2 separate regions of the Muntiacus reevesi genome follow, and region 2 is linked to region 1. A link is a contact called in public Hi-C data. All regions are on one chromosome and are shown on one strand. The core of a region is the stretch at or near the end of the contact, and the rest is flanking DNA. Distances in the headings are between cores, read along the strand shown. Region 1 holds the start of ISY1 (ISY1 splicing factor homolog). Region 2 holds the start of LOC136167496.

Region 1 (5,131 bases), core at 84-2,583:
GCTGCTCTCCATGAAGGGCGGCACCTGTGCATGGCTACACGTTGATCAGCCCATGTCCTGCCCCTAGAATTTTTGCGGGTTAACAGCCCTCTTTTGTACCCTCTGTCCCATGCCGTCCAAGCTGGCAGTGGTTCTACTGGTGTGAAATGTTCAACCTTGGGGGTCTCCTGTGTGTGTCATGGGAATTCACTCCATCTGACAAGAGGTTCCTCTGCACATCTCTCCTGGATGACCCATCTGTATTCCTGGCTTCTGCTGAGATGGTTGAAAGCGGGCATCAGCCTGGGAGAGCGCCCCCTATGGCTCACAGTACTAAAGCAGCCAAGGGGCAAGGGCAAGGCACATCCACACTTCTCAGGGCGCCACCTAAGTGGCACACATTCCTTCCACTCCACTCTCATGGGCCAGGGTTTCCTGGCAAGCCCACGCCTAGCTGTCAGGGAGGCGGACGATGGACTGTGGCAGGACAGCCTGAACTTCTTAAGGGAAAACTTGTCACGGCTCAGGCACGAGCCCCTCGTGTCTGTCCCAAGCACTCGGAGGTCCTGTCTGAACCACAAACGTTGGCTGCGTCCCCCGACGGCCTGTGCTTCCCGGCTGCAGCCGGAGCACCCAGCAAAGATTAGGCCCCGTGTCGCAGGAAGTCGCTTCCGCAAAGCACCATGCTGGCCGAAGGGGAGGTGCTGGAACTGGCCGAAGCGGTCACCGGGGCCCTGCGGGAGGAGTCACCAGCTCCATCCCTAGCGGCGGTCTCTTCCCTGACTCCCTGGTCCTGGGCTGAGGCCCTTCGGATGCCCGCGGCGTGCCCAGTACCCACCGACTGAGCTCCAGCAGTAACGGTCCTTTTCTCCCCCGGGCCTTACGTTTACTTTTAAAGGGTGACCTCAAGCCTGGGTCAAGCTCGGACAGACCCCGCGATTCCAGGCGAAACTCTGAGAAGCACAGACCCGAAATAAACGACTGAGAGGGGAGGGGGAGCTGGCGAGGCGAGGCAACCTCCCGCTCCTGACGAGCACGCGGGCCGCGGGAGGGCCCCCCGTCCACTCAGAGGGCTGAGGACGAGAAATTTCCAACGGCGTGTCTCCGCTCCCAGGACCTGACGGGTAGCAGGGACGCGAACCTCCAGGAGCAGCCACGGACCAAGCAGACTCACCGCGAGTTATCACGGGAAACCACGCCGTTGTTATCGCGAGAGCAATACCAGCACCAGCACCACCCCACCACCCCGGTCCTAGTCGAAGACGCTTCCGTTCCATTGCGCAAGCGCAGTTCTGCCACGCCCCTAATTTTCGTGCGCACACGTCTGTGCGACGTCCTGACGCCCAGGGAAGGCTGCCAACGGGAGCGCGCCTGCACTTCCTTCCCGTCCCCAGGTCAATTCTGAGTTTCGCTTCCGGTTCCTCACTTCCGGCTCCCGTAGTTATCCTTCCGACTGGGAAGCCGGTGGTTCCGGAAGGCTAAAACGTTCAGTTCCCGTCTGGATTGGCCGCTCCCGGGGCGGCAGAAGTCCGTGGGCTGGTGCTGCGCGGCCTGAGGGCGGCGCGCTCCCTCTCAGCATGGTGAGCGGGGCGGGGAGCGGGGGAGGAGAGCGGCGGGCCGGGGCCGGGGAGCCCGGGGGCTGCGGCCCTCGCGTTCGGGACACAGGGCTTTCCCGCCGCGTGAGGCCGGAGGAGGCGAGGGCAGCCCCCGAGGGCAGGGCCCAGGGACGGGAGGATGCGCGGGGCCGTTGGTGACCGTGACGTTCTCACCAAGCGAAGCGCCGGTGGGAGGCGCGAGGCGCCGTAGCAAGTTATCGAAGGCGTCGTGGAAGTCCGTCGATTGATGAGAAACCAGGGTGCAGAAAGCAGCCTTCTCCGCTCTCCAGCCCTCGGAGATATGCCGCTCGCCCCCCATTACTCCTTCACACTGGCCGCCTCAGCCCGCAGGCTCTCGTTTGCGAACTCTGACAAGCGTAGGGGTCTCCTCCCTCCACTCCCTGGCAGAGGAGAAGCTTTGGATGTTTCCGGCAAACTGTGGCCATCACACACACTCCTTTTTGTGGCTTTCCATAACCCTGGATTTCGTCGTGTCCGACTCTTTGCACACCCGTGGACCGCAGCGCTCCAGGCTCCCCTGGCCTCCACTCTCTCCCTGCGTTTGCCCGAAGTCACGTCCCTTGGAAGTGTTGGCCTCTCAGCCCTCTCCTACCCTTGTGTCCCTGCGGACTGTACTCCGCCGTGGGATTCTCTAGGCAAGAATACCGCAGTGGACAGCTGTTCCCTTCTCCCGGGCATCTCCCCGACTCAGGGAAGGAACCTAGGTCTCCTGCATTGCAGGCAGATTCTTTACTGTCTGAGCCACAGGGAAGCTCTGAAAGGTGGAGGGCAGGAGGAGAAGGGGCGGCCGGGGATGAGATGGTTGGATGGCATCGCAGACTCAATGGGCATGAGTTTGAGCAAACTTTGCGAGATAGTGAAGGACAGGGAAGCCTGGTGTGCTGCAGTCGATGGGATCGCAGAGTCGCACACGACCCGGTGACCAAACAGCAGCAACAGATGTCCACTGCGTTGCAATCCCGGCTACCTGCCCTTGTCACATGACTCACTGTGCTGGGGACCGAAGTTCCTCTGACTTCCCTCAAAAGGAAGGACCGGGGCCAGATCCGTAGTACCCAGCATGGTGTTTCACGAATTACATTATATACTGAGAATCTATAGGCTTTAATGAAGTAGGCAGGACACAACCTCAGCCTTCAAGAAGATGGCTTCTCCTGGGAGAGCCTCTGTTTCCTTCCTTAGTAGATATCGTGTCCATCTATCTACCGAGCACTTAGCAAGCTTATTTCTGTGTCAGTTGGAAGAAAAAGTCAGAAAGACTTAAGTGGAGCTCACTCTTGCTGAGCACCTGTAAACTGCATCGCTGACCTCTTCATATATTTATCTGATTGCACCATCCTGACGCCTATGTGAGGTAAAAGGTGCGATCCTTGCCTAGAGATGGGGAAGCCAAGCCTGAGAGAGAATTTCTCAGGGACGCTAAGTGGGAGAGTGGAGAGTAACGCTCAGATCCTGGACTCAACAAGTACTCTGCTTACACTGCAACCCAGAAAACGTGTTCCCAGCCTGACGCTGTGTTTCAGGGATGAGTGACTTGCCCTCAGTGCAACAATCTTTCCGTAAAACTCACTTGTAAAAGCCAGTCTTTCCTTCCTCAAGTTCCACTGGCACAGAACAGACAGTTGTGATGCTGGGTGGAAAGTGCCTGGTAGGTATAGACCCAGACAAAGGGGAGCAGCCTAGCTGGGAAGAACGGGTGACAGGAGAATTGCCTGGGATGATGATGACACAGGTGGATTCTGAAGGAGGAGTGGCCAAATCCAAGGGAGTGGTCATGGGGAGGAGTAGAGTTTAGGGAGAGCGGCTAAGTCAAGTCACAGGATTTGGACATCGTTTGATTTTTGTTGTCATTGCTGTGCCCATGCTTCTGACTGTGTCCTGGTGAAGCTTTTCTTTAAATAAAACCTTTTTCTAAAAAGTAAAAGAAAAAACTCTTTTAAACATGGACGTTTTTCTTCCCCTCTCTTTTCCTTTTAGGCCCGAAACGCAGAAAAGGCCATGTGAGTATCAAGTCCCTTTTGCCTGTAGGTTTTATGCTGCTCAGTCGCCACCTGGGAGCTCTCTTCCTGTTTGGTCTTTGGGTACCCGTTTCTTCCTCTCCCTGTGTTGAAGTAGCGTGCTTATATCTGCCCATGTAGTTATCTCCCCCGAAGTGTTTTCTCACTGCTCCCAGAACTTACCCTGCGGCCGGCGGGGGGGTGGTGGGTGGGGTGGGGGGTGGCAGGGCTGTGAGAGCGGCGGCCCATCATATCAGTATCTTTAATGCTGCAGCAGGTTGCTGAGTTTCCCACAGTCCTTACCTGCCGTGTGGGTAGAGGGGGTACGGGGGTGTTCACAAGCACAAGTCCTTATGAGCCCTGCTCTTGGGAACATGGAAACCCGTGATGTCTCTGGTTTCTTGACAGCAGTGTGTGTGTGTGTGTGTGTGTGTGTGTGTGTGTGTGTGTGTGTGTGTGTCTATGAGTGAGGAGTGACAGCCAACGTGGTCATGAGCAGATTCACTCATCCAGGAACTTGGGTGATGAGAGACCTGTAAGCGGGATCTGACAGTCTTCTCTCTTCCCGGTAGGACGGCCTTAGCAAGATTTCGCCAGGCTCAGCTGGAAGAGGGGAAAGTAAAGGTTGGTTTAAACCTTCCTCGTGAGTTTTCCAGTAGGAAGGACGAGCGCCGGCAGGCTCCAGACTTCAGACCCTCCTCTTCTTGCCGGCACTTCCCTGTATCCTAAGAGTCTGTTCACCTGAAGCGCAGGTGAAGCTCCCTGTCGCGGGGGCCGTGTGATGATCTGTTACCTTGGTGATGTGATGCTTGGGTCTCCCTGTTATCCCAGCCCGGGCTCATGCTCAGTACTAGAAAGTGGGGTGTGCTCTGGGAAGCAGCTCTAACCTGAGACCAGCGGATGACCTCCACTCATGGGGACTCCGCCAGGTTAGGGCTAATATATGCTGCTCTTTGAGTATTTTTGTTTTTTGTTTTTTAAAAGTATCCACTCAACCTGCACCTGCACCCACACATACACCTGTGTACACACAGACACACACATTTGTTCTCAACACTGATCGCTGTCGCTGCTTAAGGTAGCATAGAAAATGCCATGAAGTGGGTATAGCCAGCTGTACTTTTCCATTTCTCTGTGACACTTGACCCTGAACAACACAAGTTTGAACTCCGTGGATTCACTCATACACAGATGCTTTTCAACAATAACTACTGTGGAGCTACACGGTTGTGGTTGGTTGAATCTGTGGCTGCAGAGGAACCACGGATCCTGGGGGCTGACGCAGTTAGACTCGGATTAACCCCCACATTGCTCATGGCCAGGTGCAGTGGACGTTTCCGTTGTGTGTTGGCTCCCGTCCCAGGTACAATGCAGTGAGCGTTTCTGCCTGTGCGGTTATTTCCTGAGGAGAGATTGCAGAGTGAGCCTTAAGGCTTGGCGAAGCCCGCCGGGAGCTGAAGCTGCAGGTGTCTGTAGACTGTTAGACATTTGAGGCTTCAGGCCTGAGTCAATTCTGACTGTTGCACGAAGCTTGTAATT
Region 2 (4,957 bases), core at 2,177-4,676, 190 kb before region 1:
GACCTCGTGCACCAGGACCCGGGAGAAAGGAGCAGGGACCCCGCAGGAGACTGACCCAGACTTGCCTGTGAGTGTTCAGGAGCCTCTGGTGGAGGCGTGGGTCGGCGGTGGCTGCTGCAGGGCTGGGGGCGCTGAGGGTAGCTCTGCCCGCATGGGATCCTTTGAAGGAGGTTGCCGTTATCTTCATTACCTGCACCATAGTTTGGCCCCAGGTAAAGAGCAGGGAGGGAACACAGCTCCACCCATCAACAGAAAATAGGATTAAAGATTTACTGAACATGGCCCTGCCCATCAGAACAAGACCCAATTTTCCCCTCAGTCAGTCTCCCCTATCAGGAAGCTTCCGTAAGCCTCTTACCTTCTCCATCAGAGGGCAGACAGGCCGAAAACCACAATCACAGGAAACTAACCAATCTGATCACCTGGACCAACCTTCTCTAACTCAATGACACTGTGAGCCATGCCGTGCAGAGCCCGTGCCGTAGAGCCCAGCAGCCACAACCACTGAGCCCTCCCGCCATGACTCCTGAAGTCCGTGTGCCCCAGAGCCTGTGTCTGCAGACGCCATCACAGTGAGATGCCTTGGCACTGCAAGTAGACAGTAGCCCGAGCAGCAAGGCAGGCCCAGGACAACCAAAAATAAGTAAATAAAAATTGTTTTAAAAAGTCAATTAATGTAGTACACTATAATGCTAAAAAGTGAAGAACTAAAGAGCCTCTTGATGAAAGTGAAAGAGGAGAGTGAAAGTTGGCTTAAAGCTCAACATTCAGAAAACTAGGATCATGGCATCTGGTCCCATCACTTCATGGCAAATAGATGGGGAAACAGTAGAAACAGTGGCTGACTTTATTTTTCTGGGCTCCAAAATCACTGCAGATGGTGATTGCAGCCGTGAAATTAAAAGATGCTTACTCCTTGGAAAGAAAGTTATGATCAACCTAGACAGCATATTAAAAAGCAGAGACATTACTTTGCCGACAAAGGTCCATCTAGACAAAGCTATGGTTTTCCCAGTGGTCATACATGGATGTGAGAGTTGGACTATAAAGAAAGCTGAGCGCCGAAGAATGGATGCTTTTGAACGGTGGCATTGGAGAAGACTCTTGAGAGTCCCTTGGCCTGCAAGGATATCCAACCAGTCCATCCTAAAGGAGATCAGTCCTGGGTGTTCATTGGAGGGACTGATGGTGAAGCTGAAACTCCAACACTTTGGCCACCTGATTCGAAGAGCTGACTCATCTGAAAAGACCCTGATGCTGGGAAAGATTGAGGGCAGGAGGAGAAGGGGACAACAGAGTATGAGATGGTTGGATGGCATCACTGACTCAATGTTTAGGTGGAAAAGAGTTTAGGTGGACTCCGGGAGTTGGTGATGGACAGTGAGGCCTGGTGTGCTGCAGTCCGTGGGGTCACAAAGAGTCGGACACGACTGAGCAACTGAACTGATAATGCTAAAATAAAAATGAAACAGCAATGATGATCCCAAGATAAACAAAGATTGAGAGAATTTGTTGCTAGTCAAACCTGCGTTCCAAGAAATAATAAAGGGAGTCTTTCAGGCTAAAGTGAAATGATACTAGTCAGTAACTTGATTCCAAATACAGGGGAAAAGAGCACCAATCAAGATAAATGTAAGCAATAACATAATGTTCTTTTGTTTGTAGCTTTTTTATTATTCTATTTTGCTTAAAAGACAACTGCAAGGGGAATTCCCTGGCAGTCTAGTGGTTAGGACTCTTGGTGCTTTCACTGCCAGGGTCCAAGTTCGATCCCTGGGTGGGGAACTAGGGTCCCACAAGCCAAGTAGCACAGCTGAAAAAAAAAAAGACAACTGCACAAAGGATTAATTCTTCACATTATGAGGAAACAAGTGGAAAGGCCTGATGTTCCTGTTTGCTTTGGTTAGTGTTGTCCAGTATGAATGTCCAGGACAATATTGGACAATTTCAGTGTTGGATAATCACAGAGAAACAGGATGAGGCTTCCTTACTTCATTTCTCCTGCATCAAGGTAGTAATATCTGTGATGTGCACACCTGGCTTAACAAACGTTGTATATTTCCAAAGGACAGAAACAGCATCTCCCCTGGGTCATGTGATGAGGGTGAGGGTGAAAACTGACTCAGACGTGCCCCCAACCACTGTAACTCCATTAACGTGCTAACTCATCACCCCTGTAGGAACTGATAGAAACATAATTTTCCCCTTTATTTATTTATTTTTAAAATTTTCCCCTTTAAAGAGAGGTCTCCTGAAGCCCTGGAATGCATCTAACTTCCAGAATGAGGAAGCTACCCTCATGGAAATCGAGGTGGTATGATTGCTGGTTTGAAGCAAGTAGAGCAGGTAATCTTATCTAAGGAGCCTTAAATCACTATCTTTGAGCTTCTTAGCATGCAGGCGCTGTGCATCTTGATGTGTGAATCCCAAAGACATGTAGTTCTCCTCATGGAAGAGGACAGCAGGAGCCCTCCAAGGGAGGCCAGGCGGCCAGACTCCTGACGGAGCCAGAACGGCCTCTGGGCACCGCCCAACCTTCAGGCCGCTGCAGGCTGAGAGAGCTGGTCGCCAGGTGGTTCCAGAACGCTAGCCCGTGACAAGCCGTCACCAGCCACAGGAGAGGAACACGGCTGTGTGGTCTGGCTTCTCGGAGCGGCTGGGGACGGTGCTCCCCACGACCACCACCGTCCGCTTCACAGCCACCTGGACACCCACCGACGCGGCGCCGGGCTCGGCAGCTGGGCAGGCACTTTCACGCCTTGTCTGCTCGTGGCCACTCTCTGCGGAAGCGCCCTCAGCTGCGGGGAGCAAAGGCCCCACCGCGTGCACCGCGCTGCCCCTGTGCCGTATCAACTGCCCCTGCCCGGGAGGCTCCTCCAGCTGTGACCCAGGGCGGCCCAGGCTGTCCTGCCTAGGCTTGTTCTCACTATCACCGAGGGAGAAGCAGGCAGTCATTACGAACCCATGCTGTCATCCGAAAGCAAGCCTCGCAACAACCCCCGGCCAGGTAATGTTTCCCATTTTACAGAGAGGGGAGACCTCCAGGCCGTCTCCCCCAGGGTTTAGCAGAGGGGGTAAGGAGGGCACGTGTAAGCGGTAACAGTACATAGCACGAGCCTCACGGGCGGGCGAGGACTAATAAACCACTAGGACCCTCACTGTCCTATAGGGTCATTGGGAAAGACCCTGATGCTGGGAAAGACGCAGGCGGGAGAAGGGGACGGCAGAGGATGAGACGGCTGGATGGCGTCACCGACTCGATGGACATGAGTCTGAGCAAGCTCCGGGAGTTGGTGACGGACAGGGAGGCCTGGCGTGCTCCATGGGGTCGCAAAGGGTCCGACAAGACTGAGCGACTTTAACCTTTCACTTTCACTCAGGACCCTCAACCTGAGCAGGCCGAGCCCCACCCCGCTCCAACGTCGATGCGCATGCTCCCCAGGCCACCCCAGCCACGCCCCTGCCCGGCGCTTGGGTCACGACCCGCCCCCTCGGAGACCCGGAAGCAGAATCCTCGTCGGGTCAAAGCTGTCGGCGCTTTTGCGGCGCTACCGCCAGAGGGCGCTCGCGCCGCCTTTGTTGGCTCGCACCTCACGAGTCACGTCAGCGGCCGGTCCCGGAAAGGGAGGGTTCTGCAGTACAAGATGGCGGCTTCCTGTGTGGCGGTACGGAACGCTGAGGGGCCGGTCTGTTTTGGGGACACCCGGCGATCTGTGAGCTGGCATCGCAGTAGGCTCCCGGAGAAAGACAGCTTCCGCAGTGTCCCGCCGTCTTTGTTGTCGTTTAGGTGGCCAAGAGTCCAAGATGGCGGCCCCCACTGCGCGGCCGGAAGTGGCCTGGCCGCCGTCGCTGGGTGCTCTCTCTGGGCCTCGGTGCTTGTCGGGGCGGTGGGGCGGCCTCGCGGGCAGCGGGCCCTGCCCTTCCTGGACCCGGCTCCAGGCTGAGGAAGCCCCGCGGCCACGTTAGGTATTCCCTCCCAGCAGTTTGGGTCCCCTTAGCTCCAGTTCCCTCAGCTGCCTCGCGGAGGCTGATCTTCCGGTCTTGCCCGCGAAACCAGCGACGGGAAGGTGAACCGAGTTCGTTCCTCCTCTCGGAGGAGTGACGTGCCGTCGCGGGAAAGCGCAGGACGGCTCCTACACTAGTGGGGACCCAACCCAGCAGACACCTAAGTGAGGGAAAGCAAAGTGCGGGAAGACGTGTGAGGATATGCCGTGGTTGGCGGGCTTTGTTTTTGAAAGATTTACGAGGGTGGGGATGTCCACCTCTCGCCTAGGCTGGGTCCCTTCCAAGGGCCGAAATGGCGACGGGGACTGGGTACACGACAAGTTTGGGAATGTCTAAGTGTGCCATCTGAAGGCGCAAAGCTTTTTCGTAAGGTTGTCACATCATAAAGCGGTAAGGCAACGTTAAAAAAAAAAAAAAGGACTTTTTTTTATCCGAGACCACGATATTTAGTAAAGATTCAAGAGGTTCCGTTTGTGAGGACAGACTTCCCAAGGTCAGTGCCGCAATACTTGCTGCAAAGGTTGGTTGTTGAGATGGCCTGAGCCCTCTTGAAAGACAGGGTTTGTTTTTTTTTCCATTTATTTTTATTAGTTGGAGGCCAATTTACAATATTGTAGTGGGTTTTGTCATACATTGACATGAATCAGCCATGGATTTGCATGTATTCCCCATCCCGATCCCCCCCCCCTAGTTTTTGTTTTTGAGGGGAGGAGAAGGAGCCTGGGTTTGGCCCGGCAGACAGAAGGCGCTCAAGACCTGTTTGTTGAAAGAACGAATAAATATTAATTAATAACATCTTCCTGCTATGAACACACGTATTTGTAGTGAGTCCTGTTGCTGGAATATCTTTCTATGTTTTGAGGGTTGATGCGTGCATGCTCAGTCACTTCAGTCCGGTGTGACTCTGTGACCTGGACAGCAGCCCACCAGACTCCTCTGCTGTGGGATTTCC

Evidence for each region. A called contact is a pair of places that touch in the nucleus more often than the background predicts.
Region 2: a Hi-C map of muscle shows a contact between it and region 1, with 7 times the contacts expected there. The contact joins the promoter of LOC136167496 here to the promoter of ISY1 in region 1. A contact is called at or near these places in 2 of 3 Hi-C or Micro-C datasets (blood and muscle).

The regions. Positions count from the first base shown.
Region 1 is chr4:116,789,989-116,795,119 of mMunRee1.1, reverse strand. It overlaps ISY1 (ISY1 splicing factor homolog), which reads left to right and starts at 1,333. Exons shown (of 11, transcript XM_065934014.1): 1 at 1,333-1,559; 2 at 3,573-3,595; 3 at 4,165-4,216. The coding sequence starts at 1,557.
Region 2 is chr4:116,986,320-116,991,276 of mMunRee1.1, reverse strand. It overlaps LOC136167496, which reads left to right and starts at 3,426. Exons shown (of 4, transcript XM_065935049.1): 1 at 3,426-3,665. The coding sequence starts at 3,426.